Linked DNA regions of Cricetulus griseus: region 1 is linked to region 2. A link is a contact called in public Hi-C data. All regions are on one chromosome and are shown on one strand. Each heading gives the region's core, a stretch centred on a gene start, on an enhancer-like site or on the middle of the called end of the contact. The rest is flanking DNA. Distances are from core to core; before and after follow the strand shown. Region 1 holds the start of Spin1 (spindlin-1). Region 2 overlaps LOC103163433 (a long non-coding RNA gene).

What was found. A called contact is a pair of places that touch in the nucleus more often than the background predicts.
Region 1: a Hi-C map of the CHK-Q cell line shows a contact between it and region 2, with 7 times the contacts expected there. The contact joins the promoter of Spin1 here to the enhancer-like site in region 2. A contact is called at or near these places in 2 of 8 Hi-C or Micro-C datasets (the CHK-Q cell line and fibroblasts).

What each region holds. Positions count from the first base shown.
Region 1 is chr3:270,009,685-270,016,479 of CriGri-PICRH-1.0, reverse strand. Spin1 (spindlin-1) reads right to left here and starts at 1,780. Exons shown (of 6, transcript XM_035442969.1): 1 at 1,620-1,780. It overlaps LOC103163430 (a long non-coding RNA gene), which reads left to right. Exons shown (of 3, transcript XR_003484225.2): 1 at 1-768; 2 at 1,242-1,326; 3 at 1,769-2,407.
Region 2 is chr3:269,949,028-269,955,936 of CriGri-PICRH-1.0, reverse strand. LOC103163433 (a long non-coding RNA gene) reads left to right here. Exons shown (of 10, transcript XR_004769409.1): 4 at 1,548-1,922; 5 at 2,634-2,709; 6 at 3,661-3,701; 7 at 4,127-4,466. Among named protein-coding and RNA genes, the nearest start is that of Spin1, 62 kb to the left of the region's middle. Within about 2 kb of position 2,311, at least 1 of the 6 cell types and tissues checked has open chromatin away from gene starts, as enhancers often do.

The sequences.
Region 1 (6,795 bases), core at 531-3,030, 61 kb before region 2:
TCTAGTCTGTTTCACCAGCTGACAAGTATTCTCAGTTACAGGATGACTTACAGGAGTTCCTGCTAGCTCCACGACTGGCACCAGCAACTATAGATTCACAAGCCCCTCTCACTAGAGAATTGTGGCATCACAGTGGTCTCCCAAGAACAGAGACAGTTCTGTTGAGCCTGTATAGGTCACTAGGAACAGCATTCTTAGAGCCACAACCAATATGCTCTTGCTAAACTAGGCTTGGCCTATACCCACCTCTATACTAAGGATAAGGAAAGTTTGACTTAAAGCAGCCTCCAGAATTGTCAACTGCACCTCGCTTGACATGTGAACAAGGTGTAACCTAACGTGAGTATGCCCTGTTTGCAAGCGAATGTCAGCTACTCCCCAGCTGAGCTTCCACAGATTGCAGCTGACTGACTGAGCACAGCAAGCTCTATAAGGCAAACATGGATTCTGAATCACTAAGGTATTTTCTGTATGACATTGCCTTTTCTCTAGCCACAAGTATAACCTGGACATATGGTAGGGCCAGACATGTTTGGTTCAGAACAGTGCTTGGATCTAGAACCTCTTCTCATAGGCTGCTTGCTTGATTGCTTTTTCTGACAGTCTCACAGTCCAAGGCTGTGCCTCTAACTCCTTACGTAACCAACGCAGACCTTGAACTTCCATTGCAGATGCTTCTATCCTCAAAGATTTGGGGTCACAGGTGTACAGCACCACACCAAGTGTATTCACTACTGGGGATGCGTCCCAGGACATCGTGAATGCCAGGTAATCTCTGTCAACTGAGCCGCTTCCCCAAAGCAACTCAGGGTTTCTCTAACACTCATTATACAAGCACGGTGGGTTCTGTGTGGAAGTCATTGGGCCACCATAACCTGTCTAGGTGATCAAAAAGCTCAGAAGGCCTCAGTGGAAGAAAGTTGGGATCAGACATAATTGGGCGTAGCCAGCCCTAGCAGGATCCTCTCCAGCTACCTGTCACACTTGGTGTCATAGGAGGCTGGAGGAGATTAGGATGTGTGCCCAAGGCCTTGTGATAACTAAAGTTGTGTTTTAGGTTTAAATTACTGTGCTTAAGAGATCTATAAAACAGTGCCATTCTCTGGGAGTCCTGGATATGGACCTGGCCAGTATTCATTGTCCTGGACAATATGTAATAAAGCCTGCTTCAAATTTGGCTCAGGAATTGTGGTAGTGATCTTATTCGCATCTGGTGGGATTAACAGCCTCTATTTCCTCAGTCTTCCAGGTCTTCTCCTGTAAGCACCCTTGTGTCTGTCCTCTGCCATGTCTCCACTATCCAGATGAAAGCTCTGCTGAGAGAAGGTGTTAACCCTGGGTGTCCCCCAGCTGCCTTACTTAATTTTCTGTTGCTGTGATAAAATACTCCAACAAAAGCAGCTTAAGAAAGGAGGGTTTGTTTCAGTTCACAGTTTGAGGTAGAGTTCCATCAAGATGGGGAAGTCAGTGGAAGGAACCTGAAACTTTTAGTCCCAGTCAGAAATAAGAGTGCAATGATCCAACCAAGAAATGGTTCCACCCACAGAGAGCAGCTCTCCTCTCCTCGGTTAAGATAATGCCCCCAGGGACATGCTCAGAGTCCCATCCCCAAGACTCACCAACCAGCCCTGAGCTTGGATGTCCTTGAGAACAGGATACACGTGAGCCCAAAGTCCTTCAAGTAGGCTGTCGGGAAGTAGTGTCAGTCTAAGATGGCTGCCAGGGTGACGTCATACAACTTCTAACTTCATTATAACTCCATCTGCAGGCAGACACAAACCTCCAAAGCCACGATAGTCATCGATTGTCACGACTGCAAGGAAGGAACTATAAGGAGAGAAGAGAACAGGTTCTGCGTGCTAGGGAGATCTCCATCCGTTTCCGGAAAGATGTAGATAGTCCTCCCTTCACCAGCCTGTCATCCCAACGCTGGAAAGTTGATTTGGAAGAAAGTCTCTGCTACTCAGTTGATCTTGATCCACATTTCCAATCAAAGGGGGCAAAAACTGGGTAATTAAAGGGTTCATCGATGACTACTGAAGACCAGTTAGGACCTGTAGATGGATTCCTTAATTTTAAAAATTGATCCCCAGGCGTGTCCTATAGAGGCAAGATATAATAATAATAATGAGGGGCCATGGGAAGAAAATGGAGCCTCCTCTTGCCCCTGCTTGCTGAGAACCTAGAGAATCATGAAGGCCAAAATTCCATAAATTTCCCATCTTGTAAAACTTGTTTTAGGTCTGCTATATTCCTGGAAATTAATGGTCTCACCCATTTCCTTCATATCCTTTGTGCTAATTCTTTTAAAGCTAGCCAGTCATGAAAGACTGTGAGATCAGACCCCAGCCTATAGGAAAAAGACACAACCTCCACCTGCCTTAGAATAAAAACCAAGTGAGCTTACCGCCCCAGTGTTCTTGCTAGCATGGTTTGTGCTATGGTGGAGCTGGATTACAGGTGTGTTCTGCCACACCTGGTGTATGCGGTGCTGGAGTGAACCCAAGGTTTCATGCATGTAGTCCCCACCCTGAGCTATATCCCCAGCCCAACACAGTCATTTTCTGTCATAGCTTAATATCTGGCAACTAGAGATCCTGCAGGCACAAGATACAGTTGCCAACCCCTCCAGGCTTCGTTCCTGTGGTGAATAGGAATGTCCCCCATAGACTTATATGGTTGAATGCTTGGTCACTAGGAATGACACCCTTAGGAGGTGTGGCCTTGGTGTGTCACGGGGGTGGGCTTTGAGGTCTCAGAAGTTCAAGCCAGGCCTAGTGACTCAATTCATTTGCTGCTGCCTGCAGATCAAGATGTAGAACTCCCAGCTTCTCCAGCACCATGTCTGCCTGCTGCCACCATGTTTCCCGCCATGACAATAAAGGACTAAACCTCTGAACTATAAGCCAGCCCCAATTAAATGTTTCCCTATATAAGAGTCACCATTGTCACAGTGTCTCTTCACAGCAATAGAAACCCTAAGACACCTCCCAACATCACTGCTGAGTAAAGAGAGCCACAGCCCTTCCACATCCTGACCAGACATGTCAAGGGAACCACAAGAGATCTGGAGGCACCATCCCCAGGAGGGGATGCTTAGTGTGCATGTTCAAGAATGTCTATGCTGTGTTCTGTGAACATTTCACGGTGGTGGGGAATGTTTACTGAGTGGAGAACTCTAAGATGGACACAGTGATAGCACGGTCAGCCATTCCTGCCACCTCGCTGGCTTCCTGTGTCCCCTGGTATAGGGCCACCACCCTTCAGGTTACTTTCTGCACAAGTGCACCAATCAATGTGTCTAAGTGTTTTCCTCAGAGACGCTGGCTCGGGATTGGATCATCCTCCCCACTTCTCTCACCTGTATTGGACGGCACTGATCCCATCAGTTATGCCAGTGTTGGTTTGTTTGCTTTTCTATTTCCTGGGCCTTCACCCCATGATAAAGGCCAAAGGGCAGGGATCAAATCTATTTCAATGCCAGGCTACTCCCTAGACAGTAGTTGGGAATCAACCCTATTTGTCACAGAGGACTGTGGGAATTCCTGGGAATACTCAGTCACCTGTGGGTGTTAGACCATAGAACCTCTGAAAATAGCAGGCATTGGGGATAGGGTGGGGTTAAATTCTTTTTATTCACTTTTAAGGAGTTACACCAAACATCAAACATTTAGACAGTTAGTGAGATGGTTCAGTGGCTAAAGCCCTTGCTGCGCCAGTGTGAAGATCAGAGTTCAGATCCTCAGCACCCAGCTACAAGCCGGTGGGCATGGTCATTGTCACGTGCTGTTCCAGCTCACTGAGAGCTCACCATTCCAGACTTTTAAGCATGTTTGACTAAAAGCATCCTCCAAGGCCACTTGTCTACAGATGGGCTGGGTAAGCCCAGAAAGAAGTGCAAAACAGCTCAAGACTAAAAACATTATGTCCTTGAGAACAGATAAAAAGTGAACCATCCAACAGAGGTTGCTATTGTTTATCCCATGATACAAAAGTGCCAGTAGTGGAGAAAAAAAATCCAGAAGTTCACGGCTGGGAAGGCCAGCTGTGGAGGGGAAAGTGCAATTAGAAACTCCAGCTGATTGCCTCAGCTTCCCCACGTAACTTATACTGTGAGTTCTGCGCATACAGGTTGATGTTATCTCTGCCTAGTGCTGTTTGTTCTTTTACTTGGAAGCTTCCCTGAGGGGACACTGCACCCTGCCTGGGGATTCTCTATTGTGAAATCCAGCTGGCAGTCTCAATGAGACTTCTTCAGTTGATTTCTCTTGGATGTTTTTAACACACAATTTGTCTGTCTACCTACCTATCTCCCTAGCTCTTGTAATTTATTCTCTTGTTTCGGCTTGTTATATACCTAACAGATTTATACAAAAAAGAAAGTATGACTATTGTAGATCATTCTTCACACTGTACAGAACAACACCCTTGTGTTTCTGTTCACAGTGCCTATTGTTTTCTTGTTGTTGTTTTGTTTTTGTTTTGTGTGTGTGTGTGTGTGTGTGTGTGTGTGTGTGTGTGTGTGTATATGTGTGAGACCCAAAGGAAACTCCATTTCCACAAATTCAAAATGGCAGAAGGGACTCTTGGCTATTTGTGGTGCCTATGAGCATACCAAAGCACACCTCCAGGCTACCTCAGTATCGCAATTACCAGTTACTCATTCCAAAATCCTCCTCCCCTTACCCTAAACTTCTCCAGCTCAAGGGCTTCCCTTCCTCCTAGCTACTCAGTCTCTTTTTACTGCTATTTCCCTCCTTATCGCTTTCTTAACACCCTACCACACCCTTAAGATTGAGACAAAGAAGGGATTTGGGAGATAGCTGGGTTGATAAAATGTATGTCCCACCAGTATGAAAACGAAGTTCAATTCCTAGCATCTATATAAAAAAAATCTGAGCATGGTGGCACAGGCTTGTAGTTCTAGGCTTGAGAGGTGGAAACAGGAGGATCCCTGGAGTTTCCTGGCCAGCCAATCTAGCCTAATTGGCAGGCCCCAGGTCCCAGTGAGAAACTATGTCTCAAACAATAATGTGGATGGCTCTCCAGAGGAATGACACCCAGGGTTGACTTTTGACACAACACACACACACACACACACACACACACACACACACACACACACACGAATATAAGACCTCCTAGATCAGACTTAGTTGTGAACAACTTTCCTTTGAGCTCAGTAACATCTGACGGTGGCCTGGACTGGAGAACTACTGAGAAGTCAGCAAACGGAGCTAATGAATTAATCTGAAGGTAGCAATGATACGTTAGTTAACCAACCCAATGCTGTAAACCCTTCTAGCACAAAGCTGACACCAGCCACAGCTCAAGGATTTTACAGTAGACACATGCAAGTCGTAGACTTCTGAAGGATTCTTACCAGAGAAGATCTGTAAATCCCACTGGGTGAGAGTAGGACCACTACCACATATTTTTTTAGCTAAAATTAAAGCAAGCTTTATAAAATACTAGCCAGGTCTCTGAATATTGGCCAGGTCCATACCCAGAATTCTCAGAGAATGGCACCAAATTGCATTAGACAGGAGCTTCTAAAAGCAAGACCCACAAGGCTATGCACTTCCCTCCTTTGTCCAATAAGGGGTAAGCGGACATTCTGACGTACTTCCTGCCCACATGTGATCAAGCACATCCTGTGCAGCTGGGTCAGCCAACCTTGTTTACAGAAAGAAAACATGTGACTTGTTATCTTACATGAACAACAGCCCCCAGCATTCCAGGAATTTACCTGTCCTTGGGCAAATGGGGTTTACAGGTTAGAGGCGGGTTTTGTTTTATAGATCTCTTAAACACAGTAATTTAAACCTGAAATGTAACTTTAGCCCTCACACTACCACCAGAACCCCTTGAGTTGTATTCTGAGTCAAATACTTGGCTTTGTGGTGAAGGGACCAGCAGCCATAACAGCCTAGCACGTGCTTGCCTGACCTTGCCTTGGTCACTAGGAGGTCAGATGCCTGCCTTGTGGCAAGGAACCAAGCAGAAGTTAGCTGGTAGTGCTATGCTTTACGGCTCTGGGTGTGCATTATGGACAAGTGCACAGCAATGATGTGCAGAGCATAGCAACCGCCCTGAGAGGTCCTATGGGCCATAACAACCAGTTGACCAATCAACACAGGGCAAACCCTCCAAGCCTGGAGGCACACCAATCCTGAGCCTGTTCGTACCCCTAGACACTTCCCTTACGATGCCCTATAAGATCTCTATGCCGTGGCTTCGAGGTGTCTTTTCTAGCCATCCACCATGGTGGATGGATGAAACGCCCGAGCTAACATGGGGTTAGCTCGTTAAACAACTGCAATAAAACCTCTTGCTGTTTGCATCAAGCTTTCACCTCCACCTGGTGATTGGGGTTGCCTCGGTCCTGGGCTGAGATCCTTGGGCCCTGAACCTCTGGGGGTCTTTCAGTGGTAGGACCCTGTTTATAGTGGGATCTAATAATCATCAACTTAATGCACCCCATTATGTATGTATGTATCCAGTTAAGGCATTAAATGATGCAAAGGCCAACAGTAATTAGCAGAAACAGAAGGGCCAAAGTCCCGTCAGATTTACCATCCAGGGGGAATCTGAAAGTGAGAATGGAGGCCAGTCATGTATTTCATCTCGGGTCCCCATTTTTGCAATGTTTTTTTAGTACGGCCAGATTATCTCTAATGATTCCCAGATGGTTTGCATAGAAATGGTACATTTTTTTCAAACAACACAATAACCTCCTTGTTCTGCAAAGAGTAGGCCGAGTTCTCTATCATTTTATAGAACTACTTCAGCTGA
Region 2 (6,909 bases), core at 1,062-3,561:
AGGAGAGGGGACACAGGAGAATCTCTGGAGCCCATTGGCCAGTTCTTTTAGCCTAAATGGTGAGTTGCAAGCCAGTTAGAGACTCTTTGTAGAAAGAAGTTTCTTTCTTTTTTTTTTCTTTTTTAAATTTAAATTAGAAACAAGCTTGTTTTACATGTCAATCTCAGTTCCCTCTCCCTCCCCTCCTCCCCTGCCACCCACCGACCCCCTATCCCATCCCCTTTCTGCTCCCCAAGGAGGGTGAGGCCTTTAGACAGAAGTTTCTGTCCCAACCATTCCTGCAGCCTTTCAGCCCCAAATAAACACACAGAGGCTTAAATTATAAACTGGTTGGCCTACTGCTCAGGCTTATTACTAACAAACTCTTACAACTTAAGTTAACCAGTAATTCTTATTTATGTTTAGCCATGTGGCTTGGTACCTTTTCTCAGTAAGGCATTCTCATCTTGCTTCCTCTGTGTCTGGCTGGCAACCTAGTCTCTACCGTTTCTCTTCGCAGAATTCTCCTACTCTGGCAGCCCTGCCTATACTTCCTGCCTGGCTACTGGCCAATTAAACGGGTCCTTTTTGCTTGAGTGTGTGTGTGGTGTGCACGTGTGCATGTGTGTACATGTTTTTGCATTTGTGTGGACACACAAATATGAGTATGCACATATGCACATGAATGTGGAGACACAATACCCAACTTGCTCTGGGGAGACCCTGTCTTCACCTTTAGAGACTGTAATTACACGTGGGCCACCAGGCCCATTCAGCCTTTGTGTGGGTTTCTGGGGATCTGAATCCCAGCCCCTGTGCTTGCACAGCCGGCACTTACCTGCAGAGCCATCTCCCTGGCCTACATGTGTGTTTCAGTGCTCAGTGAATAACAGTCTTCTGCTGACTGTCATTACGGCATCATCGTGACTATAGGCACCACTTCAAAGAATGATAGACAACTAAGGTCTCCTTCACTGACAAAGCCACAGTGGGGCACAGATATGACTGTGGTTTGTCACCCACATTCACACGAGGAAAAAAACATTCAGTTGTACCTGGAAACTGGTGAAAATAAAAACATGGCATTTCTTTTTAATCCAAATTTTTGGGGACTCAGAATTCTTCCATTACACCTGAGGATAAGAAGCTCCAAGCCATGCAGAGTGACACAGGAAACACAGATGTAACATTCAAGTAAGGGCCATACACACAGGCAGCAGTCTTGCACTCCTCTCCCCATGTAAGGTTTCCCTGGGACTCTTGGTCTCTTTCTGAGGCCACATTGGGTCTCACCTTCCCTGCCCTTGGTCTGGGCATGGTCACTCTTTCCTTTCTCAAGTGTCTCTGACTCTTTTTAAAAAAGTGATTTATTTTTACTTTTAAGCGTGTGTGTGTGTGTGTGTGTGTGTGTGTGTGTGTGTGTGTGTGTGTGTGTGTGCTCATACATGGGTGGAGGTACCCACAGAGGCCAGAGGGGTCAGATTCCCCCTGAGGCTGGGTTTGCAGTACTGTGAATGCAAGAGCAGTAAGTGCTCTTAATATCTGGGCTCTGTCTCCATCCCCTGTAGCCTCGATCAAGCCTTGATCAAGCAAGCAGACACCCGGGTGTTGACAGTACACGCTGCACAGCACGTCCAAGGGAGAAGAAAGAGCCCCAAGCCCCACTCAGCTACAACTCTGACCGATTGGAAACAGCTGGTTGGAACAGTATGAAAAGTACCAGGCCACTTGGTTGGCTTCCCACGCAGATGCATACATAATCAAGAATTCCAGAACTGTGGGAAACCCTCCCTGTTCAGGAAAGACACATGTGGCAGCTGAGTAGTGGACTGGCCAGAAAGACTCCGGGAAGAGGGGGATGCGACTGCCCCAGCCAAGGGAGTCAATCCCTATTGCATCCCAGCCGCACTCATGGGGTATGCTGGTGGCACAAAAACCATCAGGTAGCACCACTTTCCTCTAGTAGGCTGGACTTGAATAGCAGGGCTGGAAGGAGGAGCCTCAGGTCAACCCCAAATGAACATCTCTCCATAAGAATAGGGAGTTCCCAGATGGTACCTTGAGGGATGGCTGACATCCCTCCCCCTGCATTTCTAGCCATTCACACACATGGATATGAAGTGAGATAATAGAGAACAGATTGAAAGTGGGCCAGGGAGGAGGGGGAGCAATGCAGAGGTCAGAGTTCATTGGGGAGGGTGGGGGGGGAGCTTGGAAAGAGAATATAGCGCTTACTTCTCAGTTCTGATTTTCACAAGCCTGAACTATGCAAGCAGAGAAGTATTTATGGCTGCCCTCCAACAGGGCAGATCCAGTCATGGGAGCCCAGGGAGGAATGTTTCTGCATACCAGCTTGCTGCCACCTCCAATTACCCTCAAATTCACCTTGGCCGGGGAGAGGGAGGGGAAAAGGGAGACAAAGGGGGGCATGGGGAGGAAGGGTTTCCGTATCTCCGAAGGGTCTTCAATGCAGCCTACAAGCTGCTTCCTGCTTTGATTTTTCACATTCTACCACTGAGGCTGCCCCAGGTTTTGTTCAGAGCTGTGGGGGTGGGGTGGGGGCCACTGGGTTCCTAGGATAGGACATGTTGAGTCTGGTTTCCAGGCTCTGACTCCATCCTGATGGAAGAAACTTCACATATCTGTCTTCCAAGGCTCCACAGGAATGACCATTGAAGACTGGGGAGTGTAGCTCAGCTGGGAGAACCTAATCAGTACCACATCAACCAGGTATGATGGTGTATGCCTGTAATCCCAGCGCTTGTTAGTTGGAGGGAGAGGGTCAGAAAGTCAAGTCCTCCTTGACTGCATAGTGAGTTACAGGTAGTCTGGACAGTATGAGACTATCTTAGAGGACACACACACACACACACACACACACACACACACACACGAGAGAGAGAGAGAGAGAGAGAGAGAGAGAGAGAGAGAGAGAGACAGAGAGAGATACAGAGAGAGACACACAGAGAGAGAGACACACACAGAGAAAGAGACACAGAGAGAGACAGGGAGACTGCCGAATAAATTCTGTGAGGTGCTTTTAAAACACAATACCAGAGTGTCTCATTAGGGCTTGAATTCCAGCAGTGGTTCCCTTTACCAAGTCACACAGAACTTATCCTCTGTCCCAGGATGTCTCCAAGCATCTTCAGGGCTCTTTGGACTCTATGAATTGTGGGTAAAGGTAGTTGTCTTTGGGTGTGCTTCACTTTAAGGGATGTGGCCATACCCTCTCTGATGTTCTCAAGGGCTTTAACTGGACCTCCAGCTAAGGCCCCTAGTCTAGAGTAAGGAATCCCATGAGCCTTCATTCATGTACAAACCCTGAGTACCACCACAATGCCAGACTCTGTCACCGCCTCACTTTCTCTTGTATTCTGCAAATCAAGCAAAGAGCTGGAAATTATCCTACTCACTGCTTTTCCTGTGTATTCAACAATCCACAGTCTTCTGATGTTGCTGTTTTTGCTACTGTGATAAAACACTTTACAAAAGTGATTTGAGGAAGGAGAGGTTTCTTTTACCTTATAGTTCCAGGGTATAGTCCATCTCTGTGGGGAAGTCATGGTCACAGATGTGTGAGGTGGTTGGTCACTCTGTGTCTACAGTATAGAAACAGAGAGAGAGGTGAATGCTGGTACTCAGTTGGCTTTTTCCTTTTTTTTTTTTTTTTTCCTTCAGTCCAGGAGCCCAGCCATGGAACCGTACCACTAACAGTTGGAGTGAGTCTTCTATTTCAGTTAACTCAATCTAGAAAACACCTCAAAGATTCATGCAGAGGTTCTAAGGACAATATCCTTTTGTTGGATAGTAGCCTCAGGTCATGAGGACTTGAGTCAGGCTGTATTGGGCAATCACCTCTAGTTATAAATAATTGCTTGGCCCCAGCCTGACTGGTCTGCTTCACCTCCAGAAACAATATACCTGTGCATCAAAACTCACCCTGTTCCCAGTCAAAGCACACACACACACACACACACACACACACACACACACACACACACACACCAGCCATAACTTCCTGTAGCTGTGTGTAGCTGTGTCCCGGCCCCACTTTGCACTCAACTCTCATCCCGGGAAAACAGTTGGGGTCCCTCATTGTTTCAATAAAGCAGTCTCAGCTTGTTGAAATCAAATCTGATTTCAGGTTTTGCCCCTAAGGAGCTGACTGGATGAGGCTCAACCACATAATGGAAGGTCAGCTGCTTTGCTTGAAATCTACAGTATGTCTGGCGTGAAGACTTACCTGACATGCACAAGCCCTATGTTCAATCACCAGTACCATAAAGTAAACAAATAAATGCTGTCAGAGTGATGTCTACACCAGTACCTGGCTGAACATTGGAGCACCATGATCTAATGAAGTTGACACACACAGTTGATCATCACAGATTGTAACATCTCCAAGCCTCAATTTCCTAAACATTTAATGACATTGATCATTGATGTATAAAGTGACAACGTGACAGCTCCAAGGCATGGTTCAGGTGAAGGTTTTTTATTGTAGATATGAGAGGAGGGGGAGGGAAGGGATGGCAGGGAGGGAGAGGTAGAGAGACCAGCCAAAGGTATCTACCATAGTCCAGAGCTAAGAGAGAAAGTAGTAGGTTGAACATGGCCAGCAGACTGGACCTGGACATGAGAGAAGGAGGAACAGAGCAGAGGTGGAGGGGGTGGGTGATGAGAGAGAGAGGAAGACAAGAAGAGAGTGAGGGCAAGGGAGGAAGACAAAGAGTGAGTATAACTGAAATAGCAGAGTTATAAGGAGAGTGTGTGGCTGGGGGAGGGAAGCCCAGGAGCTGGAGAAGTTTAGGGAAAGAGGTGGGAAGCGCTGTGTAGAGCTACGATAGACTCTGAAGCTTGTGATACTGAGGGAGCCTGGAGGCCGCAGGGACTTTGGTGTGTCAAAAGGCACCAGAGACAGCCATTTGTCCCTCTGCCAGTCATAAGGGAAATGGCTCCTTTTGGTAGAGGGGAACCAGTTTCACAAGTTTTTCAGGAATGCTGGCTTTTTCTAACCACCAGAATTTGAGGAAACGGAGTTTCCTTTGGATCTAACAATAACACATAGAAAACCCAACAACTAATTTTCAACATCCTCTGCATCCGAGAAGATATTCTTGGTGGTTGGGATGCAACAGTGAATGTCTGCTGTGACCAGTAGGAAAATGTAGTCATGTTGAGATTTCTTCCACGGATACTCGGATCAGGCCATTGAGTCTTGTGTGTGTCTTGCTATGCATAGCCAGGATCATGCAGTCACTCTGCCCCTTGTCTTTGGTTCTATCTGGTCTTTTTTGGGGTGGTGGTGGTGGTGAATATTGTATGAGAGACATACAGGTACTCACGCCCAGAACCAATGCCAGACTAAGTAATAGTTGCACCACAGTCCAACTGGGTGAACCAAAGAGTTCTGTTTTCTGTGGTGGTGGTGGTGGTGGTGGTTACTAAACATAGGAGTATGGGTGAGGGGTTACTCACAGGAGCAAGGATGACTCAAAAATGGCTGCCTCGCAGCAGAAAACCCCACAAAAACTTGGTGATGACTCATGATAGCTGCATTCCTGGAGCTCTCTGCACCCTGAGTTCTCTGCATGACTTGCAGGCAGCTAGACAGGCCTGAGAATCTCTTTGAAGCTCAAACATTGGCCACCCCCCCCCCACCAGGCAGTTATTTACTGCTTCATGAGCCTCCTGCTCCCTCCTGAAGGAAAAGTTTCCATTTGGTGTAGACCCCCAAACACAGCTCTCACCTCAAAGGGAATAAGAGATAAGTCATTGTAGAGCTGAATATGAGTGAATAAGCCCCAGGACACCCATTCAGACTTCCCCAAATTCTGTGTGTTCTGATGGAAGCCCTACCTGAAATGTTCCGGTGGAAGTTTCACTTCAATACCCCTCCCCCGCCACTCTCCCCAAAGCCTGCCCCATGCCAGAAAGCCCACCAAACAGGGCCCCTTCCCCAGAGATGCCCAAGACCACTCCCACAGGGGAATTAAATTGCCCCCCCTAGAAAACACGCGGGGTTTTCTCTCTGGGGAGCTGGAAAATCATCTGGGAGGGAGCATTTTATCCATGAAACCTGGGCTTTTTCTACTTGGGTTTGATTTGGTCTGGTTTGGATTGCTGTGCTGGCAGGTAGGCTTATTGGGATGCAGAAACTTTTCAGTATGTTCCACTGTGGATACGGTTGCACAACTTATTAAAAAATTAATTACAGGACAAAGAAAACTATAAATCAATGTGTTTATCAAATACATGGGTGGGGACTGCAGTAGGCAGTTATAGCAAACGGGAGTTTCTGCTGTAGGTTTCAGACACTGTGTTGACATTCTTTTTTTTGCAGATTTTTTTTTAATTTGAATTAGAAACAAGATTGTTTTACATGACAATTCCAGTTCCCTTCTCCTTCCTGTCCTCCCCTGTCACCCCTCCCCCAACTAAAACCCTACCTATCACATATCCTTTCTGCTCCCCCTGGATGGTGAGGCCTTCCATAGGGTGTCATCAGAGTCTATCGTATCCTTTGAGATAGGGCCTAGGACCAGCCCCGTGTGTTTTGGCTCAGGGAGTATTCCTCCATGTGGAATGGGCTCCCAAAGTCCACACCTATGCTAGGGATAAGTACTGAACTACGACAGGAGGCCCCTTAGATTTCCGAGGTTTCCTCACTGAAACCCATGTTCCTGGGGTCTGGATGAGTCCCATGCTGGTATCTCAGCTATCAGTCTGGGGAGCAAGAGTTCCCCGATGTTCAGGTCAGCTGTTTCTGTGGGTTTCACCAGCCTGGTCTTGACCCATTTACTCTTCACACATCCTTCTTTGCATCTGGATTCCAGTTCAGTTCAGTGATTAGTTGTGGTGTCTGCTTCTACTTCCACCAGCTGCTGGATGAGAGCTATCGTGTGGCATATAAGTCAGTCATCAATC